Regions from separate parts of the Ovis aries genome. Here region 1 is linked to region 2. A link is a contact called in public Hi-C data. All regions are on one chromosome and are shown on one strand. The core of a region is the stretch at or near the end of the contact, and the rest is flanking DNA. Distances in the headings are between cores, read along the strand shown.

Evidence for each region. A called contact is a pair of places that touch in the nucleus more often than the background predicts.
Region 1: a Hi-C map of hypothalamus shows a contact between it and region 2, with 2.5 times the contacts expected there. The contact joins the enhancer-like site here to the promoter of FOXD2 in region 2. A contact is called at or near these places in 5 of 16 Hi-C or Micro-C datasets (hypothalamus, mixed tissues, skin fibroblasts and 1 more).

What each region holds. Positions count from the first base shown.
Region 1 is chr1:22,224,833-22,230,417 of ARS-UI_Ramb_v3.0, reverse strand. It overlaps LOC121819228 (a long non-coding RNA gene), which reads right to left. Exons shown (of 5, transcript XR_006059474.2): 5 at 4,104-5,585. Among named protein-coding and RNA genes, the nearest start is that of TRNAS-GGA, 9.5 kb to the right of the region's middle. Within about 2 kb of position 1,682, at least 6 of the 54 cell types and tissues checked have an H3K27ac peak or open chromatin away from gene starts, as enhancers often do. A contact at or near this core is called in hypothalamus, where this site is marked.
Region 2 is chr1:21,945,131-21,950,728 of ARS-UI_Ramb_v3.0, reverse strand. FOXD2 (forkhead box D2) reads right to left here and starts at 1,409. Exons shown (of 1, transcript XM_012106504.5): 1 at 1-1,409. The coding sequence starts at 1,320.

The DNA of each region.
Region 1 (5,585 bases), core at 433-2,932, 280 kb before region 2:
TGCTCTGCAAGCTTTGACCCCTGTCTCATTAATCCACCCCTCCCCCAACAGTCTGAGAAGCACCTCATCCCAGTGTTCAGGTTCAGAACTGATGCCCAGAGAGGTTCTGTGGTTTGACTGCAATCTCACAGCCAGTACAAGAATGAAATTCCAACCCAGATCTAACTCCAAAGTCCTCTTGCTTAACCTCCAAGAGAACAAGAAGGCCACCACTGGAGCAAGGAGCAATGGGAGGCAGGAAAGCAGAGGCAACCTGGATGCCGGCTCCACTCCTTGCCAGTGAATGGCTGTGGGTCGTGGGTCTGTCTCAGCTGCCCCATTTGTAGACTGCAAATAATTCCTGCCCTGCCAGCCTCACTCACCTCAAGAACAGAGGTGGAAGCGCATGGAAAACTGCGGCGGTGTCCAAACACTGGGACCGAGTGCGTACCATGCTTTACAGTTTACGAAGTACACGGTATACGAAGCGCATCCCTGTGTGACCTCCAGTCACCCTGTCTGAAGCTCATCAACCCTCTCCAGCATCATCGCAAACAGAGGCGGAGGAGTCAGATGCTAGACGGCAGGGGCCGGGCCAGGAGCCGGGTGCGCCTCCGGCCACGAGCGCAAGGGGGCGCCATGGGCTCACAGCGAGCTGGGGCGGCGGAACCCACCGCGAGAGATCGCTTTCTGTACTCTTACTCACAGCAACCAGGCTCCGCAGAGCGCCGGGGGGTGCCCGGGTTCCAGGAGCGACAAGGAGGGGTGGAGGAGACTTGCGCCGAGTCTGAATTTGAAATGTGAAGTCCGGAAAGTCAGCTGCCTCTCCCCGCTGTGTGACCTCCCCTGAGACGTTCGACCTCTCTGAGCGTCACTTACACAGAAATACAACTCCCTCCACCGATGCTGCTCTAACCCAGTCCGCCAAAGGCTCCTGAAACCACAAAATGAGATCGCTCATTCAGACTAGCAGTGCAAACTGTAAACCCTCCTTCCCACGTAGAAATTCGCCCCTTTCTCACTCTTCTTGGACTCTGCATCCGAAGCCCCTCGGAGTCAGCACGCAGGGATCTCCGCATTCTCATTTTACAGAAGCGCAAACGAAGGCTCAGAGAGGTCGCTCTTTCGGGGTCTTGTGGCTCATTTGGGCATACACGGAATGGTCTCCTGACACCAGCACCGGACTGTCCCTTCCTGGTCCAGGGGCCTCAGGTACCTGGCAGCACTGACCTCTGCCGACTGGGTACGTATGAGCCTTCTGCAGAGACCGGAGTGCTCAGGAGTCTGAAACTATCGAAGCCGAAGAGCCCATAAGGTCCGGACCTCCCGCTTGGGCCCGGAGGCCTTGGGCCTAAGGCCAAGGGTACTCGGACCCCAATTCTGGTCCTATCTTCTAGCTCGGCCACACTGCCATTCCTGGGCGTCCCTGGCTGCAGCGCATCCGCTGTGTGATGGGGGCCTCTCTTTGGAGGCAGAGAGCTCACCCCAACTCCGGACGCCGGGGGCTCTCCGCCCGCGGGCCCCCACCCTGCCTCTTCCGAGCCGCACCTCGATGCACCCCCCCCCCTCCCGCCACGCTGGGCAGGATCGCGGGAGTCAGGCCGCGGGAGGGGTGGCCCGTACGGCCCCCTCGCCTGCAGCTGTGTGCACACGTGTAATTAGCTCTAATTATCCCGGGCTTTTTCAGTTCGTAGGCTCCAGGCCTGAGAGCCGCGCCGGGTGAACGCACCCTCTCCGCCCAGGGAACCGGCTCTATCCCAGTCCCCAGGACCTCGCGTCGCCTGTGTACCCACGCCTCCACCCAGCGTCTACACCTCCGCCACGTGCTGGCCTGTGAGCGTCTTTGTGTGTCCGCGGGTGTGTGTTCACACTCACGCGTCTGAGCACGAACCTGGCGCGGAAAGGGAGAGGGGCGGTGGCGCGGCGGGAGGAGAACCAAATGGTTCTCAGCTGCGAAGGAAGGAAGCGCCCGGGCCCCGCTGTCTCCCATCCCCGCCAGTCCTGCATAAACATGAGCCCCCACCACCAGCACCCCCCGCCCCGGGGCAGCGGCCCAGACCGAAAATCCCAGGATTTCTGCCCTAACCGCGGAGCCGCGGTGTTGACGCAGCTCTGCTCCCCACGCCCTCGAGCCGTTTAGCCCCTCGGCCAGCAGCAGGCCTCTCTGTCCACAGGTGGCAGAGCCAGGGCTCCGAGAGGTCGGGGCGCCCGTCCCAGGCGGCGCAGCAGGCCAGGAGAGCCGCAGCGCAGGATTGGGGTCGGCTCTAAGAGAACTGCGGAGACAGGAGGGGAACGCTTCCGACTCCCCGGTCCTCTTTGTCGGATCGCGGATCCCTAGCCCTGGAAGCCCCTGGTCCTGCGTACTCGGTCCGTGGCGACTTCCAGTCCACTCCCTGCGGCCGACTTGCCTAGTCTACGCGGAAGGGAACCAGAGAGCCGGGAAAAGCCCCAGGAGCCTTAGCTGGAGGTGGCAGGGTCCGCCCCGGGTCCCCCGGAGCAGGATTTCTCAGCACACTTGCTCTGCCCTCCCTTCCCCTTTCCTGGGGTCTCTGTGTGTCCCCCTGTCCCCGCTCCCGTCTCCAGTCTCTTTTCTTTCTTGCTCTCTGACCCTATTGACTCCTTGCCCGGTGTCGCGCACCGCCTTTGTCTCTGTCTCTGCCTCTCCTCGGATCTCTGTTGGTGAAGCACCCCCCACCCCCACCCCGCCCCCGCAAAGGAACACACACCGGCAGAATCCGCCTTTTCAATAAAAAACGACAACTGGGAAACAGAGTGAATTAAAAAGCATTAACTTAAAAACAATCCATGTGTCTGTAAATGCGTTCCAAATGGCAGCCCTTCGGCGGGGGTTGGGGGAGAAGGGGGGACGGGTCGGCCATATGTTCTGGAGCCTCAGACACAAAATACAGGGGGCTCAGCGCCACGCGGTGGACCCTTCCCGCTAGCCACCTGGGACAGCAGAGTCTAGGGAGGGGGACTTCGTCTGTGCCCTCACCCTGGCAGAGCCCCCCCACCTAAATTCCTGGTCCCTCCCATGATTCCGTCATCTGCTGGCCCCTCCTACCCCGATGCCTCCAAACCTTCCTGTGCTGATCTCAGCTCTCCCTTCGCACCAGCCCTCACCAGCCCCCACACACAGATTCCACCCCCTTCCTTCCCCACCCCACCGCACCCCTGGTCTTGGACCCCATACTTCCGCACCCAGGGCCTGCCCTGCCCCACCCCCATTCTGCCCTTCTGCCCCTAGACCACCCAGCAGCCCTGGCTCGGGGAGAAGTGGTTAGAACAAAGCTTTCCTTGGCCTGAAGAAATTCTCCAGGGAGCCGCGTGGAGAAAGGGAGCTCCCAGTCCTGGTACCTGCAGCCTCTCTGTTCTCCCAGAGGACATCGAAAGTTGTATATCTGAAGGCAGCGTAGCTCTCCAAGCATAACAGAAGTCAGTGCTGTCCTTTGAAGCCCTGACTTTGAGGGGGAACTTCCCTCCCCTCAAAGTCCATCCTGCCACCCTACCACTCCTGGCAACCATCCTCTGCCCCTCTGCCTGGGAGTTGGAAGGATTGGAGAACCTCAAACAGGGGCATAATTAGAGAAGAGGGGACTGGGCAGGGTGCCCAGATTCTGCCGCCCCCTCTTCTCAACTGGCAAGGACATCCTAAGACTATAAACCAGACAGGAGGAAGATCTGGATTCTTAGTCTTGCTCTGCTGGTGACGATGACTTAAGATTAGAATAGCGATAATATTAACAATCGTCATCATAATATAGCAGCTAACATTTGTTGAGCTCCTTCCGTGTGCGTGCCATACATTAGCGCACAGAAATCACTAATAGCTGGATGAGTTTGAGCAGTAGCTTGCCCTGCCCGGGCCTCAGTTTCCCTCTCTGTAGCAGGAAAGGGTGGGACCTCCAGGCTAGACAGTGAATCTGAAACGTCTGTAATTGAATCAAAATCTAGACAAGGTGTATCTGTTGTCACCATTCCTATCTGTTCAATAAAGATATAAGGAAGCCAACTAGGAAAAAGTTCAGAATTATTCTGTGTTCTTGAAAGAAAATGAAAAAGCCATCCCTTTTTAAAAAATCCTAACAGTTCTCAATCAAACTGGTCTTTTTCCTAAGAGTCAGCAAGGTGCCATTTAATTTTATTTTTTTATGATAAAACTGTTCTTTGTTCATTATACAAGGGAACATTTTAAAATTCACCACACTACCGCAATATCACAAGCCTCACCCAGTGGCTTGTCAGATTCTGGGGGAGCCCGGCATGAGGATTTATATAAAACTCCCTGGTGATTCTGATAGAATTCTGATTTGCTTGATTTCTGAATCTGATACCAGCTATCTTCTCCAGTGTATCATTCACATATAATCCCATACCTGATTCTGATTGAGAACCACTGAGGTTAGGTTCTAAGAATTTTTGTTCCTGCAGATTTAAGCAGCTTCCCTGTCTCCATGCGTATCCTGGTCCAGGCGGCCTGTGAAGGGGATGCACCACATGCCTGTAAGTCTAGGCAAGTGTCTACATGCACACATGCAAGTGTGTTTCCGTGTGTGTCTCTGGGCATCTGTGAACAGACGTGCTGGGAGCACATGCGTGTCTCCAAGGGTGGGTACCTATGCCTCTGGGTGAATTTGTTGTGGCTGTGCCTCAGCATCACGTTTACATACGTGAGGAGACTTTATGCTCGTGTGTGGATATGTCCTGTGTGCCTGCATTGGTGAGCCTGCCATTTTCTGAGGCCTCCAACAGAGCAGGAGTTTCTGTGGAGGAGGAGCTCCATCCAGGCCCCTGAAATGCCAGTTGAGCAGTCTCCAGGACCCAGAACTCACAGTCAGAGCTCCTCTCCTGGTTGGGGAAGAGGGACGATGATTTTGAGCATAAACATGGATCTCTGTGCTGAGCATTCTAATTCTGCAAGTCAAGTACAGAGCCCGGGCAGCCACCAGCTAATTAGCCACCCTGGGGTGGGGGGGGTGGGGGGAGGGAAATTGCCTGTATTGGAGTGGATAATGTGTTTGCCTGTTTCCGTAGGATCCTTGACCGACTGAACACCCCCCACCTCCCTCCTGCTGTATCCCACGGGCCTGTCTCCCCGTGCCCCCAGCTCAGAAAGATGGTGCAGTGTTTGGCTCTAATACGTCGGCTTTTCAAACAGGCCAATTGCTAAGCAAATGTCATTTGGGCTGAAGCTTGGAAGGCTCTAAATGAGATAAATGATTCATTTGAATAGGTGAAGATGGGTCTCCTGCTGGATGAAGATGAGCGAATCAAGTTCCCCACGTCAAAGAGAGGCTCCATGTCCCCTCTCCAGGCACACTGTGCTCTCAGGCTGGGGTTCCTCTGCAGTGTAGAACAGGCAGACCTGCAGCTAAGGATCTCGGGCTTGACAGATCCCTGGTCCCAGAGAGCCTCCAAGCCCCTCTGTCTGCTTCCTTTCAGCAGCTGCTATGGGCTGGAAGGAGCAGGAGCCCTGCCAGGCTGGGCTAAAGGGCAGCTGCCTACAGCAGTCGGAGTCATGCCCTTCCCAGGCTTGTATACACATGTGTACACATATCACACATGGATCACTTGCACAGGCGGCCTAAGCCCATGACGTCAACCTG
Region 2 (5,598 bases), core at 160-2,659:
GGCCTGACCCCCAGGACCCGCCGCCGCCGAGAACGGCGACCCTGGGGAGCCCTCGCCGGCGCCCGGGGGTGCTGCCCCGCCGCCACCGTGGCCCATAATGTGGTCTATAGAGAAGGAAGGCCTCTGCCCGGCCCCGGCGCCCCCTCCACCCGCGTCCGTCTTGAGGCCTGGGCGCAGGAGTGCGGTGCCTGCTGCGGGAGGGCTCAGGGACGCGGGGTAGAAGGCTTTGGCGCAGCCAAGCTCCGCGCCCAGGAAGGCTGGCAGGCCCGAGGGGCCCGGGCCCGACCCTGCGCTCGGAGCAGGCGCAGGGGCCGGAGCCGAGGCTGCGCTCGCGAACACCGAGGCCGTCGGAGGTCCGGGTGGAGGCGCCGCGGCACGGCCCGGGGGTACCGACAGCTGGCAAGGGGCGGCGGCGGCGGCAAAAGCAAAGGCGTGCGGGTGTGGATGCGGGTGCGGGGCTGGGCCCGGCGGGGGTGCGCCGTAGGCCGGGAGCGCCAGCCCGTAGCCGTAGCCATAGGCTCCGTAAGCCGCGAAGCCCGGCAGGAAGGCGCCGGGGTCCCCCGCCGCTGCAGCCCCGCCGCGCAACAGCAGCTCGGGGTGCGGGTGCGTGTGTGGATGCGGCGGCGGCAGCGGCTGCCGCTTGAAGCGCTTGCGGCGCCGCAGGAAGCTGCCGTTGTCGAACATGTCGGCCGACTCCGGGTCGAGCGTCCAGTAGTTGCCTTTGCCCGGGTTGCCCGGCTCGCGGGGGATCTTGACGAAGCAGTCGTTGAGCGAGAGGTTGTGGCGGATGCTGTTCTGCCAGGCGGGGAACTTCTCCCGGTAGTAGGGGAAGCGGCCGCTGATGAACTCGCAGATCTCGCTCAGCGTCAGGCGCTTCTTGGGGCTCTGCAGGATGGCCATGGTGATGAGCGCGATGTACGAGTAGGGCGGCTTCACCAGGGGGCTCCGAGTTGCCGCGCCCCCCGACGGCGGTCCTGGCCCGGGCCCCGCCGCGCCCCGGGCCGCCGCCGAGACTGGCCCGGGGCTTCCCGCTGCGGCCGCCGCCCCTCGGGGCGCTAGAGCGCGGGGCTCGCCGTCCGAGCAGCCACCGGACTCCTCCTCGTCCTCCACGGCTTCCCCCGCGGCTTCCTCCGGGGGAAGCTCGGGGCCGTGGGGGAGCACGTCCCGGGGGGCGCGGGGCCCAGAGCGGGCAGGGAGCTCCCCCCCACCGCTGCTGCCGCCGCCGCCGCCCACCACGTCTATATCTGCGTCGGCCTCGGACAGTGCGGCCGGGGAGCTCTCGGAGGACATGATCTCGCAGCAGCAGCTGCCCAGGGTCATGGTGCCGCCGCCGCCACCGCCGCTCTCCGGCTCCGCTCCGGCCGCGGCTCGGGCTCCGCCGCGCTGCCTCTGGGGCGAGTGTGTTTTGCGCGCGGGCGGGGAGGGGGCGGGGGACTGAGGACTGGCGGGGAGGGGTGTCCCCCAGCTCTGCAGCGCCCCCTCGTGGTTCACTCTGCCGCTCTCATCTCTCGGTGAGTACCCTACTGGCGACGGCTCTCTCGGCTGCCCCGGGAGCCCGAGCCGGGGGCAGCGCCCAGGGCGCGGGCGGAAGAAGCTGAGGCGCCCCCCCTTACTCTGCCGCTCTTGGCCCCTAGCCCCCCCTCCCCCGCCCCGGGCTGGAGAGGTCTGGGGATTAGTCCCTCCCGCTTGGCGGCAGCTTAAGGCGGAAGAGCGCGAGTCCGGGGCGGAGCTCCCCGAGCGGGGTGGGGCTGGCGGGGGCGGGCAGAGCGCCTCGGCGGAGGGGCCCGGCGGGAACAAACAGCCGCCGCCGCGGGAGCGCTGCTCGGGTGGCCGGAGGCAGATCCTCCTCTAGCCCATCCCGCAAACCCTCGCTCCCTGGAGCCGCTGCCTTCACTGCGCTCAGCCCTGGATGGTAAGGGTTCACGCGGGTGCCAGCTGGAGCTGGGAGCAGCAGCGATAGTCCCCCACCCGTCATCTCCCCAAGGCAGCGCCCGGGCCACCGAGGCCGAAGCGCGGTTGGAGCCGCACCAGCGGAGCCTGAGACGCCGGGACCAAAGCCGCCAGAGCGGGGCCCGAAGGAACCCGAGCGGCTTCCGGCCCAAGGCGAGACGCGCTTAAGTGATCGCAAGGAACAAAGTTGGCGTTCTCAGCCTCGGGCCTCGGAGAGGTGAGCGATTCTGGCTGCGCCCCTGTCTTCCCCTCCAAGGCCTGGACCCCGCCTCAAGGGGACCCCATCCCCTTGCCACACCGCGGGACTCCAGATGGGAGACTGTGCGCGCGGACCCAGGGAGCGCGTCGCGTGCCCGTTGCCCGCTTTCCGAAAGCTTTTCTGGGGCGCTTCGGTCGTCTTTCGAGAGCGCGGACCGGCCCATCTCTGAGTTTGCCTGTATCCGATCTTTTTCTGTCTTGGTACCCGTTTGTCGCACTCAAGCTCTGTGACTGTGTTTCTCTAGCTCTCGGTGAATCTCTGCCTCTGTTTTCTGTGGAAACCCTGCATTTATCTGGATTTCTATTCGTCCGTCTGAGAATCTCTTTCTCAATTTCCCTGTTTCTCCCACCCCCAGTCTCACTACAGAGCCACCTACGTTCCTTCTCCCTTCCCCCTTCTCTCGCCGGACTTGCAGGCTCTACCAACAGGCAGCGCCGAGACCTCTGTCAATGAACCCTGACCTCAACCGCAAGCCAGTGTTGCCTTCAGCTTTCACAATCCTGTGCACACAATGTTGGTTCCGTGCTTTTTTTTCATCAGCTGGGTTCCTGGCCATACCGTTAGGACTTCTCTCCTGGCCTCCCTCCAGCAACCAGTAACTCCCAATTGAGACTGGGGCCGTCTCAACCTCTGGGGATGACAGGGGAGATGGGCACTGGACGTAATCAAGTACAGAGCCGATGGACCGGCTGCTGCCCCGACAGCGCCCCATAGTGGTCAAAGCTCAGGCATGCGGGCCGCGAGCCCAGCTGCGCTCAGCTGTCGCAGACTGTAGGGCTGTCAGCTAGTCCTTCTCCACCCCTACCCGCCGCCTCAGTTTGCGGCTCTAAACAGTAGTTAAGAGCAAAGACCCTGGAGCCAGCCTGCTGGGATCCCAGTGCTGGCTTCAGTCCTTACCTGCTCTTTGTATTTTGTGTTTCTTCCTCTGTAAAAATGAGATTAAAAACATCCACCCCCTGATTAATATGTAAAAGTAGCCACAACAAAGGAGGATATTGAAGGCACTTTGCAGACTCCTGGGGAGACGGGGGTTCAGAGCAGTGTAGTCTCCCATCTGGATCTCATACCCCCTTCTAGCCCTGGGCTGGGTTACATGGCTGCTGTCTATTAATAGTCCTCTCCAGTCACCCTGCTGAACTAGGCTTTCTGTAGATAGTACTGGGGGCAGAGTAGAAGGGATTTATCCGCCCTGCAGGCTATATCTCAGCAGGGTCATGTGAGAGTGGATGAAATCTTTCACCCAACAGCAGTCTCCGTTCTAGTGTATTCCACAGGTGGGACAACAGATGCCCAGGAGGCAGGGGGACTAGTCTCCAGACATGAAAAAGCACGGCTGGGTGCAACCCTTGTCATGGAATCCTCATAATAAGAGTTCTCCATCTTCCCCAGTGATTCAGCTAAGAGCAGAAGAGAGTGGAAGGCAGATCTGGCTGCTCATATCCTGTGAGAGCAAGTCTGCTGGGCAGCCCCATCTGGGGCTTCAGACCAAGGGGATCCACCTAGTGTGCTGGGTCCGCAGCAAAGACTGTCCTTGGGAAAAGAGAAGTGCTCCAGTCCTCAAACCATAATCAAGAAATTGGACAGAGACTAGTGGCCCTGGAATCAGAATTTCATAGGTGTTGGGGCCCCCAGGAAGCAAATGAAGGCCTTGGGGACAGGTATTTGCATGAGTCCAGATGAACTCACATACCCAGGGTTGCTAGATTTACCAGATGTATTTTATCTGGCAAACCTATGCAATCTCCAAGCTTGCTCATGACTACAGGGACCTCTCACTGACACTCACAGACACCCCATACCATCCACTACATACACAGCAGCTCCAACCAAGCTGAGCTCTGGTAATGTCTAAGTAAATGGAGAGAGAAAAACAACACTGGCATCATCCTTCTCCATCTCACTTTCTAAATGTCCTTTAATTCTAAAATGGCAAATATGAACCAGTAGCTTCTTTCTTTGCCAGCACTCTCTCCTGGTTCCCCTCACTCCAGGCCCCTGCCCAAGTTCAGGGTAAAACTAACTGAGGCGTTTGCTGCCCAAATATCCTGATTCTTGCTGCAGTCAAGACTCCACCTTCTACAGAGCAGCTGCAGCCACCAGCCCACACCTCTGCCTGACCCTGCTTCACCCTCCATTCTGCTGAAACTCAGGTCAAGGAAAGAAGACGTGGCCCCCTCAACCCTGTTCTGCAAGGTGATTCTTTAAAAATCCTCCAGATTCTTCAGAACACACAGTTGTAAGAGTGGAAACAGTCCAAGGAGATCACGTGACTTGTTAGGCTTTTTGAAGGGCCCTTCCGTTGGGTTGGGTCCAGGTGTCCAGGCTCCCAGACTAGAACTCTTCTATTTATTCAAATAACGCCTGCTTAACACCTGACCCAAGCTCAGCGCTTGCCTGGGGAGGTGTTTCTGGGAGCTTCTCACTCCTCCCAAAGCTCTGGCCAAATTTGTTTTGAACAATACCAGGAATAGGTGCTCTGGGGCTGGGAGAATGGTGACCCAATATTCGGGATTCGTTTAGTTTTCTGCCCTTCTGTCGTGGCTCCAGCCTTTCCTGCCTGCAGGCTCTGCTTCTTCGACGACGTCTCTGGGTCGTGTGTGCGTCCTTGGGTGTGTCTGTTACTCCCCGCCGCGAAAGCCTGGGTGCTGACAGAAGTCTAGGCTTTCAGCACCCATGCCTGCAGCCTCCAAGAAGCAGGAGGCGACAGATTGTGCGGGTCTTGGTTACAATGTCACTGGTAGTTCTCAGCCTCTTCTCCGTCTCACTATTTAGCCACCTTTCTCGAGCAGCCCAGAAAGGATTGAGAGAAAGCGTGGGGGCGGGGGTGGCGGGCGCTGATCCAGGGAATTTTCCACTCGGAAATGTTCGGAGCACCGACCAGAGGCTGTTGCTTGTTTGTTGCTCTGCGCCGCTGTCCATAGCGTCCTTCCCCTTAGGGCTCCTCCCTGCCCTTCTTCTGGCCCCTGTAGACGTGCTCTTCTCGGCTGAGGGGAAAGGAGAGATCTCGGATGATTGTTAGAATATGATTGTCATCACGAAACCGGCCACGAGCGGCGCCGGCGCAGAGCTCTCCCGCGGCCTTCCCGCGGTTCGCATGCGGTGAGCGCGGAGGTCCGCCCCTCGGTGCAGACCCGCTGCAAAGCGCCGCCTGAGCCAGGCAGGGGACCCCACGCTTCCACGCTTCTCTGATTTTACTCACAAACCTAGGCAAGCTACCGCGCAGCCACACGCTCTTTTGGTCCCTCCCCGGGGCCGCAGCCCTGGAGCAAGACGGCGGTTGGGCTGCAGCGGGTCCATCTCCCATTTCTCCTCCAGATCATCGCCTGCTCAAAGGCGGTCGGCTGTTTTGGCCCTGAGTGGGAGGCGGGAGACTTCAGATCGTGTGACCT